Regions from separate parts of the Arachis hypogaea genome. Here region 2 is linked to region 1. The links are chromatin contacts, called in public Hi-C maps. All regions are on one chromosome and are shown on one strand. Each heading gives the region's core, a stretch centred on a gene start, on an enhancer-like site or on the middle of the called end of the contact. The rest is flanking DNA. Distances are from core to core; before and after follow the strand shown. Region 1 holds the start of LOC112722416 (pentatricopeptide repeat-containing protein At1g74850, chloroplastic). Region 2 holds the start of LOC112722417 (transcription factor MYB1R1).

What was found. A called contact is a pair of places that touch in the nucleus more often than the background predicts.
Region 2: a Hi-C map of leaf shows a contact between it and region 1, with 5 times the contacts expected there. The contact joins the promoter of LOC112722417 here to the promoter of LOC112722416 in region 1. A contact is called at or near these places in 2 of 8 Hi-C or Micro-C datasets (both in leaf).

What each region holds. Positions count from the first base shown.
Region 1 is chr11:116,544,827-116,550,933 of arahy.Tifrunner.gnm2.J5K5, reverse strand. LOC112722416 (pentatricopeptide repeat-containing protein At1g74850, chloroplastic) reads right to left here and starts at 3,680. Exons shown (of 4, transcript XM_025773428.3): 1 at 1,347-3,680; 2 at 75-389. The coding sequence starts at 3,196.
Region 2 is chr11:116,674,689-116,680,416 of arahy.Tifrunner.gnm2.J5K5, reverse strand. It overlaps LOC112722417 (transcription factor MYB1R1), which reads right to left and starts at 4,295. Exons shown (of 3, transcript XM_025773429.2): 1 at 3,844-4,295; 2 at 3,446-3,654; 3 at 2,317-3,081. The coding sequence starts at 4,114. The coding sequence ends at 2,644.

The DNA.
Region 1 (6,107 bases), core at 2,431-4,930:
AGAATGCTATACTTCTTTATGTTTTCCTCTATAACGAATAATACAAGTTCAGAAAGAATTGTTAGCCACAATACCTGTGTACATCCACAGACCACACAAGTTTATTTGTACGGAAGAGCTCAGGGAAAAGCCCTCTCTTTGATGCCTCATTGAGCACTCTTGCAGCCCTCTCTCTCTGGAACAACCACCAAAGAGCTTCTAACAGTGTGTTATAGAACCTCATTCCAAATTCACATCCTTCTGAATTCAGTTTATCAAAGACATACTCTACAATCTGCCAATTAGAGTCATCATCAAAATCTCCCTTGATCATTTGTCCTATCACTTGATGAATATCCGACACCCTTGTTGTGATCATCTCATCAAGTAGATTATAGGCATCATTGAACCTGAAACCATGAAGAGTCGTAAACTTACAAGAGAAAAGATAAATAAAGCATCAGAGGTAGAATGCAATTGATAGGTTATTAAGGTTAACAGAACATGCACATTGAGTTCGATCTTTGCATTGCAACAAAGACCAGATTGCAAAATAGACAAGAGAACAACAACAATTAAGTCTTCCCACTAGATGGGCTTGGCTACATCGATCAAACAACACTGTCGTTCCTATCATAAACCATGTATCTATGCAAGCCATTTATCTGCTATATGCAGCATCTTTAAATACGTTACATCTTGAGCCTTTTGTTGAAGGATATGCAGTAACATTGGGATTTGCTCAGTTTCTGGCATTTAGAGTGTTGAATTAAAAATCAAAACAACAAAAAGAAAAAGCAGGGATGCTGAATAACAACATAGAACTGCTCCGCAAAAACATTCAGGGTTTTCCAAACACGACAAAGAAAAAGGAAAAAGAAAAGAAAAGAAATGTCTAGGGGCAATATACATAGGGATATGGAAAGGGAAGAGATATTAATAAGAAGAATGCAAATCATAACACAAGTCTAAAAAAGATTGTTAGAAAGATAAATTCATACAATGTTGGTCATAAGGGCTTGTGCAATATTCTCTTGTTCAAAAGAAATGAGAAACAGTATTCATACTTCAATGCAGATATTGTATCAAAAGATCATTACACTGAAACTTGCTTTCATTTTAATCCAATCATGCAAACAACTGCAAAGTAAGTATAAGCTTTTAGATGCCATCTCTTCTGTATCTTTTTGTCAATAATTCTGAGTTGTCATCACTCTGCTGATGTTTTATCCAATATCTAGTTCAGCAATTTTCACAATCCTATTTGTAAGCACCCAGGTATTATAGCTTCAAAGTTAATTAGAAAGTAGAGCTGCAATATTTTTAAAGACATAAAATCACTGCAACAAACATAGAAGATTGCTGACCTATCATTCTTTGCATAAAGAGCAAGCATCATGCAATAACACATGACACTGGGCAGTATCCCTGAAGCTTTAATTTCTTGGAACTGTTCTTCACCCTCGTCAACAAGTCCTGCTGAGCAATATACACTTAATACTGCTTCGAGTGTCAGCTCATTAGGATCGCAGTTAGCCTTCTCCATCTCCACATACGCTTTTATCGCCTCTTCATGCTGACCTCCTTGCCTGAAAGCTTCAATTAAACCATTAAACGAATGCACATCCCTCTGCAAACCTGAATCACCCATCTTCAATAAAACTTTTCCAGCCTCCTTGTACAATCCTCCCTTTGCAAATGCACGAATGAGCGAATTGTATGTCTCGACAGTTGGATTGCTTCCCACTTCATTCATAGTGTTAAACGCAACTATTGCCTCTTCATACAGTCCAGCCTGGCCATAGGCTTCAATCACCCCAGTATAAGCCTTGGAACTCGGAACCATTCCCTGAGCATCCATATGAAGTAAAATATTCTTGGCATCCTCATAGAGCCCTCCCTTCCCACAAGCAAATATCAAACCCTCATACGTCTCCGTGTTAGGCTGTACATTCTCCTCCACCATATCATGGAACAAAGTAACCACCTCCTTAAAGTATCCACCTTCTCCAAACACCTGTATAAGAATGTTATAGGTACCAGCATCAGGCTCTGTGTTGCTAACTTTCATCTCAAGGAAAAGGTCCCTAACATCATCATACTTCCCCTGCTTCCCATACAAATTCAACAGAATACTATAAGTGGTCGCGTTTGGCACGCACCCTGCCGTCTGCATCTGCCGGAACACCCCTAGTGCCTCCTTAATCGACCCCTTCTCAGCATACGCATCCAAAAGCACATTATAAGACGTCACATCAGGCAAATTACCACCTTCCTCCATCTCCCTAAGAAGCTCCGAAACCTTCTCAAGTTTATTCAATCTCCCAAAAGTATCAACAAGGTAACTATAAGTAGTGATATCAGGAACAACCCCACCTTCATTCATAGTCCTGAACACCATCTCAGCCTCATCGCCCAAACCCCTACGAGAACAAGCATGAAGCATAGTATTATACGTAACTACATCAGGCTGAACCCCTTCATGCCTCATCTCAGCAAATAACCCTAACAAACCCTCCCAATCCAACCCACCCCTCGCGCAAGCATTGATTACAGTGTTGTAAGTCAAGATACTTGGTGAAACCCTCTCTCTCTTCATCAAATCGAGCAATTCGAGGGAGGTCTGGTACTGTCCGTGGCGGCCATAGGCGTTGATTATGGCGGTGTAGGCAAAGACAGAGCGAGGAACGCCTTGTTCAGGCATTTCATCGAACACCTCGCGGCACTTGTCTAGGAGTCCTTCTCTGCCGAGCAAGGTGATGACGATTGTGTAGATGTGCTCGTTTGGCTTGCACCATATCTGGCGCTGCATGTGCTTGAAGAGTCGCAGGGTTCGTTGCCAATCGCCACGCGCGGCGAACTCCTTGAACACGAGAGCGAAGTCGTTGAGGGAGAGCTTGCTCTTGAAGGCGTCGAGGCACCGCGCGATGCTGCCACGTGGCGGAAGGCTGCTGAGCTTATTTATTAGGGTTTCGACGTCGTAGCTGTACTTGCCTTTCTCCACCGTCACCGACGGGTTCCCGAGGACGACCTCGCGGGAGCGAGCAACGGTAGTGAACTGGATGCGCCGACCGTTGTGACGACGGCGGAGGTAGAGGTGGCGGAATTGGTGGTGGTGGTGGAGCTGGAGGTGGAGATGGTTGGTGTTAGGATTTAGGATGAGGGTGGCGGAGAAGGGTGAGATGTTGGGGACGGTTATGGAGGGTAGTATGGTCATTTTATCTGTGAAGCGAGCTCGGTGTTCAGAGATTGAGAAGGTACCGCAGTAGCATGTTGTTGTGGATACTGATACGGTGCGTTTTGGCTGGAGGAGGAAGACGAAGATGGAGGAAGCCAAGCTCTCTTAGCTCTGTGAATGAGTTGAGAGAAGGCCACGTGGTGTTTTCCATTGTAGATAAACCGATAAAAATGAGAAAAAGGTCATCGGGTTATTTGACCCGACCCATGATAAGATACATTTCTGACAATGTGCTGGCGATAAACGCCAAAATGGATACCTACCACTACCAGCGAAGGGTAAATACTGAAAGACGTGAAACTGAAACTGGACCCGTTTTGTTCCGGGTTCGGTCCCCCGGAGCAGTTCGCGGTAACGGATTTTTAAACTAAAGGTTCTAGCGGGAGAAAGAGCTAAGAAGCAACCGCGTCCGTTTTTCGTTATAGATTATACAGTTTACAGTTCTAGTACCTGATTAGTGATTACAATTCTTCCGTTATTTTTAAATCCAATTATAAGGTCATTGATTTTAACTTTTTAAGTGATAATATATTTACAATCGGATAGTCACCAACAAAAAAAAAAAATATTTACAATCGGATATACTCTATTATTTTTAAGAAATACACCTTTAAATAATTATGTGTGAGATATCAGATATATATTACACTTTTTAACAATAAATGTGTGTGAAAGTTTTTGGTTACATCAGAAATTCAGAATAAATCTATTTATATATATCAACTATAGTGAATTTTAGGCATATGGATGTATAGCAAATGTAAATATTTTTAGAAAATAAATTAATATATTCAATAGATTATAAATATGAAAAATTTAATTTTTATCAATTTAAAAAAAAAATTTTGGGTTAACTACTCAAAATGTCTCTGAATTATTTAAACGCTGACAAAAATACACTCGAATTTTACTATCAACAAAAATACCTTCAAATAATTTAAAAACACAACAAAAATATTCAACAATAAATATAGATTTCCAAAATATACCTTAGAGATTGAATTTTGATGCAATTTTTTGCAAGTACAATTATAAAAATAAGGTATTATTATACTTAAAATTTAGTGATTTGTCTGTTAAGTATATATTTTTTTTATAATTTTTTTGTTAACAACCAATAATACTTTTAAAAAATCACAAAACAATATATACTTAACAAAAAACCACCAAATATTAAGAATAATAATATCTCATTTTTTTAATCATACTTGAAAAAAAATTGTATCAAAATTCATTTTCTAATGTATTTTTTGAGAAATACATATTTAATGTTAGTTTTTTTTTTTTGCAAGATTATCTAACATTAAATATGTATTTCTCAAAAAATACATTAGAGATTGAATTTTGATACAATTTTTTTCAAACATGATTAGAAAAATGAGATATTATTATTTTTAAAATTTGGTGATTTTTTGTTAAGTATATATTTTTTGTAATTTTTTTTGTTAACAACTAATAATACATTTAAAAAATAAAAAAATATATATACTTAGAAAAAAATCACCAAATTTTAAGAATAATAATATCTCATTTTTTTAATTATACTTGCAAAAATCACATCAAAATTCAATCTCTAAAGCATTTTTTGAAAATATATATTTATTGTTGGACATTTTTGTCGCGTTTTTAAATTATTTAAATAGTAAAATTCAAGCGTATTTTTGTCAATATTTAAATAATTCGAAAACATTTTTGGTGGTTAACCCCTTTTTTTATTTTCTCCCTAACAACTACCCATTAATAATTAATAGGAATAAAAAATCAAAAATTAATTTTTTTTTTAAATAAAGGAGCTCAACATAATTAGATGGAACAATAACAGAATAAAAGGAAACTAAACAGCAAATATAAACTTACTTGAATCTATAATCATTTCCAACATTAATATCAACAACTATTAGAATTCATTTTATTCTATTCTTTGTAGCTCAAATAAAAACTAATATTTTAAGACGTTTTTCACCGTGAAAAGTTAAACCTAGAAATTCTGTTCAGTAAATTTGTCTTAGTGCTATTGCGAATGGAGAAGTTTTGTAATAACTTGAATAAAATATGCAATGATTAAAGGACTCTAATCAATTTGAATAGTCAATTTATTAATTAATTTAAACAAAAATTTAGTATTTAAATTCTGTTTTGTGTATGCAATAATTTACTGATTAACAAAAAAAAATTTAAATAAAATTTAAATCTGTAATGAATTAATTTTTAATCTATCAATTTAAAAAAAAAAAGCCAAAAGATGACGCTTGCAGTTGCATTGAAATGGAGAAATGGACCAGGACCACCGTTTCTTTTTTTTTTTTTTTTTTTTTTTTTGGTCAGAGACCACCGTTTCTTTTGAGCGGAAAGAAAAACCGTTTTGAGAGAGACTGTGTGCTCTCCTTGGTGGACTCCCTTTTTCTCTAATAATGCTCTAACATGGTCATTTCACATTCCGAAAATCCCCCTCCCTCCTAAAAATTGCATTGTATTGTTCTATAAAAGTAGAAAAAATTCAGATTTTACCTAAAATTAAAAGAATAAATTAAATATATAAAATATAAAATCATAATAAGATTTAAATTATAAAATGTTTTGATTTAATAATTTTTTTGTAAAATTAATTAATTCATTTAAAATTATAAAATCAATTTTAAGATAAAATATAGCGAGTACAGTTCATCTTAGTATAACGATTGAACATCTCTTTTAGAATTTAACTTTGTTAAAATAAAAGGTTAGTAATTAGAAAAATAATGCTCCAATTTATACAGGATGTGTTGGTGATGTGATCATGTGAATGACAATGATTCTCACGTTTGGATAATGGTGGTACATAAGATATTAGGCTCCTGAAGTATTCTTTTAATTTATATATGATGTTCGTGTGACATAGGAGTAAGTTGAG
Region 2 (5,728 bases), core at 3,046-5,545, 130 kb before region 1:
CATTTTATATATATACAAATTTATATAGCTTCGATCAAGATATTTATCTATACTCTTGATGTAATCTGAAAGGCAATAACAAAAAAAATAGAACTTGAGGTGATTAGCTAATTTGAGGAAGTACTGAAAATAAAAAAATACTACACAGTCATTAAAATTTATTATTTTTGTCAATTATTTTAGTTATTAACAAAAGTTTTTAAGTTTAATAATCTAATAATATACTTTAACTCATACTTTTAAATATTAATAACTAACTATTGGTTAAAAATAATAAATAATAGCTCTCTAATACTTTTTTGTGAAAATAAAATTTGAGATATTTTGTTAAGAGTTCAAAAATATTATAAAACAAAATATGGTAAAATCTTCGTAATATTTAGAATTTTTAGGATTTTATAGAAGTGTAGAAGAATTTCACTTCTAGGATTTGCCCATGAGACTAACAAAAGCTCTCTTTTATAAATTTATGTCTAATGGAACATATTATATATTATATATTATATCAAATCACACTTAGCGAGTATTAATTAGAATATTTAGATCAAGAATATAATACAAAGTTTTTGCCTCTTGATGTTAAATTCCAAATATTCTTTCGGAAGAAACCTTTTTAATCCAAAAATGGTTGATTTTGGACTTCCGAATTTTTTAGAAATGCGACCATATATTCTTATTGGACACGTGAATCACTTCACCTTATATTTTTGGGTGAACTACCAAAATTGCCTCCGATCTATGAAAAAGTTAACAAAGTTGCCTCCATTCTTGTTAATGACAAAAGTATCATCAAAATATTTTAAAATACGATAAAAATATCTAATATTAAATATATATTTTTAAAAAATATTTTAGATATTAGACTTTGGTGTATTTTTTATAAATATAATTAAAAAAATAAAATACTTTTATTCTTAAAATTTGGTGATTTAATGTTAAATAGATTTTTTGCAATATTTTTTTGTAATGGCCAAGAACACTATTAAAACCTGAAAAAAAAATCTAGAGATTTAATTTTAGTCCCACTTTTTATATGTATTTTTTAAATAATTATTCGAATATTTTTATACAATTTTGGATCAAATGCATAAATAATTTGTCAAATACAAAACTTATTTGTCACTTATTTGAATATTATTTCGCTTCTAGGATAATATGAGATCATTTAACAAGAGCTTTCACTTATACATTCATGTCTAATAGGTTTTTGATAGATTCGAATATAAAAAAGGACCTTCCCATCTTATTCCTAATTTATATTGAAGCACACTATATCAAATAGAAATATCAAGAGTTAAAATATTTACATTGAGAACATAGTATATTATTTTTGCATCTTGATATTAAATTCCAAAATATTTTTTTGAATGAAAGTTTTTATTAAATAATTATTGATTTTGACTAACTAAAATATATAAAAAGAAAGAAAATATTATATTTACATTAGGTATAAAAGGAACACCAAGTTATACCCCACAAATATGATAATCCCGAAGAAGGTAATACTCATACAAAGTATGCTAAATGCAAAAGAAAAAAGAATAGTATAACTGAATATTACATTAGTAACCTATGGTGTATTCAGATAAATCTATCAAATAGACCACCGTAAATAAAATAGTAGGGAAAAAAACACAAACATCAATCAGTGCCATATCTTCTAAGGTCCTTGGTGTCTTCTCCTAGAAGACCTCCCTAACAATTTTCGGAAGAACTTGAATTCAAATCTTTATAGGATTCATGTTTCTTATTAACTCCACTGTTTACCATCTTTGGCCCCGGTACAAATAATTTATGTTTTCGGTTTTAAAGCAATTAAAATAAGTACCAATAATAGTTCCAGGCCTAAATATTACCATTTTGCATTTGGTCACAACTCTTGCCACAGGACATAACACTCACGGATCATAAACATTTCTATCACGGAAACAAGACAAGCAATTTGGAGACCTATATCTATGACTATGAATCGTGAGGGGCATGCATGCGAGACAAACTAGCATTAGCCGCCTAATTTGCCAGCAACACCCAATCTCCACAAGAATCAAGAATGCCAACTTGGTATTTTGGGCAAACCCAAAAACCATGGCTCATAAAACATGAGACAATTATGAATTATTAGACAGCTACAACGGCAACCTCAGAGGCCAATCATAGGTTAGAGAAAATTAGGTGGTATTCACCAGAAATGGAAAACGTGCCCTTCTGCTAACACCTAACACCCAACTTGAATATTTTTTACCCAAAAGAGCCACAAACCACTTATATGTGACTGTCTAGTCCACATCCAACGTTACCAGCAATAAACAGAGAGAGTAGTAGAGTAGAGTACTTCGTTATTTTCAGTTACATCAAACTACAAAGCACAAACGGCCAGACAAACAGGAATCTAATAAGGTCATAAACATTAACATAAGCAAACAAAGAAGGAACCGGACCCGGGGTCTGTACTCTGTACAAGGAACAGAAGGATTAAATTTAGTTCATTAACCTAAGCCTTTGCATTTTGCCTTCTCTAATCCATCGCCCTTTTCCTTCAACATCTTTCTCTTAACTTATCCCAATAATAAAACATCTTCTATCTGTGAATCCAAGATGCTCTAGACATGGACTTTATAATAACCATGAGAGACATCATGTCTATCAAGCAACACTTATGACGCTATCTCCGTTATTTAAACTCGGAATCGAATGGAAAGCCGAATGTCTTGATGGAGTCTGTCTTTGATCAGATGTGAAGGATAGTCCCAGGGACAGTGTTGGCAAGTCGAGGGGCGAATTAGAGCCGGAGGCAACATCAGACACGGTGCAGGTTTTAGGATTTGAGGCAACAGGAATCGGATGGAGTAGCTTGGTTTGCGCATTAAGCTCCATGTTTGCCTGTCCTAGAGTTAGTTCATCCATTGGATTCCCAGCTTCGACTGATGAAATCACACCTGGACCAACCCCCAATGGATACACCGGCACCATCGGAAATCCATTGGTGTTGCTATTCTCAGGGGCTGCAGGGCACAGAGGCTGTGAATGAGGCACACTGTCTCCGTTCTGGATCTGTTCTTCCTCCATTGGGATCGAAGAGACCTAAAACAAAAATTAACAAGATCATGAATAATATGTTTCTCCACACCCCATTAGTAAGTCAACTCTTTCAATCTCAGCCTGGGGAACCCACAAGAACCTAAACCACCCCTATTTCCCCGTTAGATTAGACATCTCCCTAGTTCCCTTCAACTAACAAAAGAATTCCATAATGAAATAAACAAGACCCCACCAAGAACAAAAAATAATAATGGTTTTAGCTAATATGTGCTCTTACTGAACAAAAACCATATGTTATTAATATAAACAAAAGAAATACCTCAGAATTAAATGTCACGCAATACTGTATTGATGACCAACCAAAACATGAATCCAGAACAAAATAAAAGAGAGGAGATTATTTTACCGAATCGGTGGTGATGTCAAAGAGGCTGGATCTACGGCGACGGCGGTTGAGATTGCTCCGGCGGAGGAAGTACTTCTGAGCATGGCTGGCGACCTGCGTGGGCGTCCGAGTCTTGACGTAGTTCCTAGAGATCCCTCTCCAATCACCTTTCCCTACCTTCTGCAATCCAACCAGGAACAGCTTGTGCTCTTCCTCCGTCCACGGAACACCTGAAGTTTCCGATCGCAATTTCAGTTTCACTCTCATCACCAGAATAATCAATAACCATAGGTATCAATTTTACAATTCATTCAACAACACTAATTGATTATCAATTTATCATGTGAATCAACTTTTTTAAACAGAGATCAGTGATCGATCGGAGAAATTTATATATGCGTGGTATTGAAATTTCGAACCTCGCTTGCGCTCGCGCTCGCGGTTCTTGCCGGAGTTGTGAGGAGCGGCGTCGTCGGCGGACGCGTAACCGGTGGCGGAGAAGGCAGCGTCTTTGTTGTTGTTGGATTCATCTTGAGGATGCACGTACTGCGACAGATTGTTCATACTGACGCTTTTCCTCATGGAGTCCACCACCACCCTAACGCCGAACAGCATAATCTCGCCGGCGGCGGGGGAGTCACCGTCGCCGGAGATGGAGGAGTCTGCGGCGGCGGCGAAGGTGCTACACATCTTCTTCGATCGAGCTAATTGAGTTGGACTCGAGGCGGAATCGGAGCTTCCGTACTTGACGAGTCAGTGACTCGGTGGAGAGAGAGAGAGAGAGAGAAGAGAATCTGGGAGATAGTGGTGCGTGCTGTGTTTAATATAAGAGAGGTTGAGAATGGAGATGAGGTGGCAACCATGTGGACTCAGAAATTTAGAAAATATTTTATAATAATTATCAGATAAAATAAAATTTTAGGATTATTCTCTATGAAAATCTATTATATTATTAATTTTACAATCAAAATCTATCATATCTCATTTTTTTATCTATCTATCTATTTTATATTATAAAAATGACGTGGCATATTTTAGAATATATTTTTTAAATTATTTTTTTAATTCATTAAATACAATTCATTATAATAGATTAATTATATCAACTAATTGATTTGATTAGATATTTAAGTATCACATAATTTAATATTATATATATTAATTAATTGAATATAATTATTAGAGTATAATTAGGATCAATTAGATCAATTAGTATTATTCAACATATCTGAATATTTATCATAAAATATTAGGGCTTTATTATTTCAATTCTCTTATCACCTATAAATACCATTTTATATTGTATCATTTTATACAATTTGAATACTCACAAACCTTTTTTTTATTGTTCTCTCTCCCCTTTCTAATATGGTATCAAAACCATGGTATCCTCCTTAAGTTGGATAAGTTGATTTTCTTCTGGTAAAATCACCATAATCTATTCTATCTATTCTATATTATAAAAATCGAATTTTTTCACTTAATGATAAAACTGGCGTGGCATGTTTCGGAGTATGTTTCCTGAATTATTTCTTTTAAGTTTTAACTCATTAAATATAATTCATTACAATGGATTAATTATATTAACTAATTGATTTGATTAGATATTTAAGTATCACACAATTTAATATTATGTATATTAATTACTTGAATATAATTATTAGAGTATCATTAGGATCAATTAGATCAATTAGCATTATTCAACATATCTGAATATTTATTATACAATATTACGTCTTTATTATTTCGATTCTCTTATCACCTATAAATACCCTTCTATATTGTATCATTTTACACAATTTGAATACTCACAAATCTTTTTCTTATTGCTCTCTCTCTCCTTTCTAACATGGTATTAGAACCATGGTATCTGTAATACCCGGTCTAACCGAAATTAACTAAATAATAAGTTAAATAAGAGCGAATATGGTTGGAAGATTTGGCAATTGAAATTTGATAATTCAAATATGATATTTGGATTCAGTGAATTTTTCCGAGTCGGAAAACATAGTTTTCTGCGTAAAAGCGCGCAGTGGAATTTTGACCGGCAGTACCGGCTGAGATCTGTCTGGTACTACAGCTGAGGAAATTGATTATGGGTAAATAAGATTAATAAATGAGGAACTATAATTAGGGAAGGTAGAAATATTTAAAGTGCAATTTAGAGCGCTAATCTTAAAGGTTTTGGCCCAAAATAGGGCCAATGGGCAAAAATAAGTGAACCGGGCCTAAGTGGGCCCAAGACCCAACATATATAAACATTAGTTATGAGCATTTCAGCTCATTTTGCCCTAAAGAAGGGGT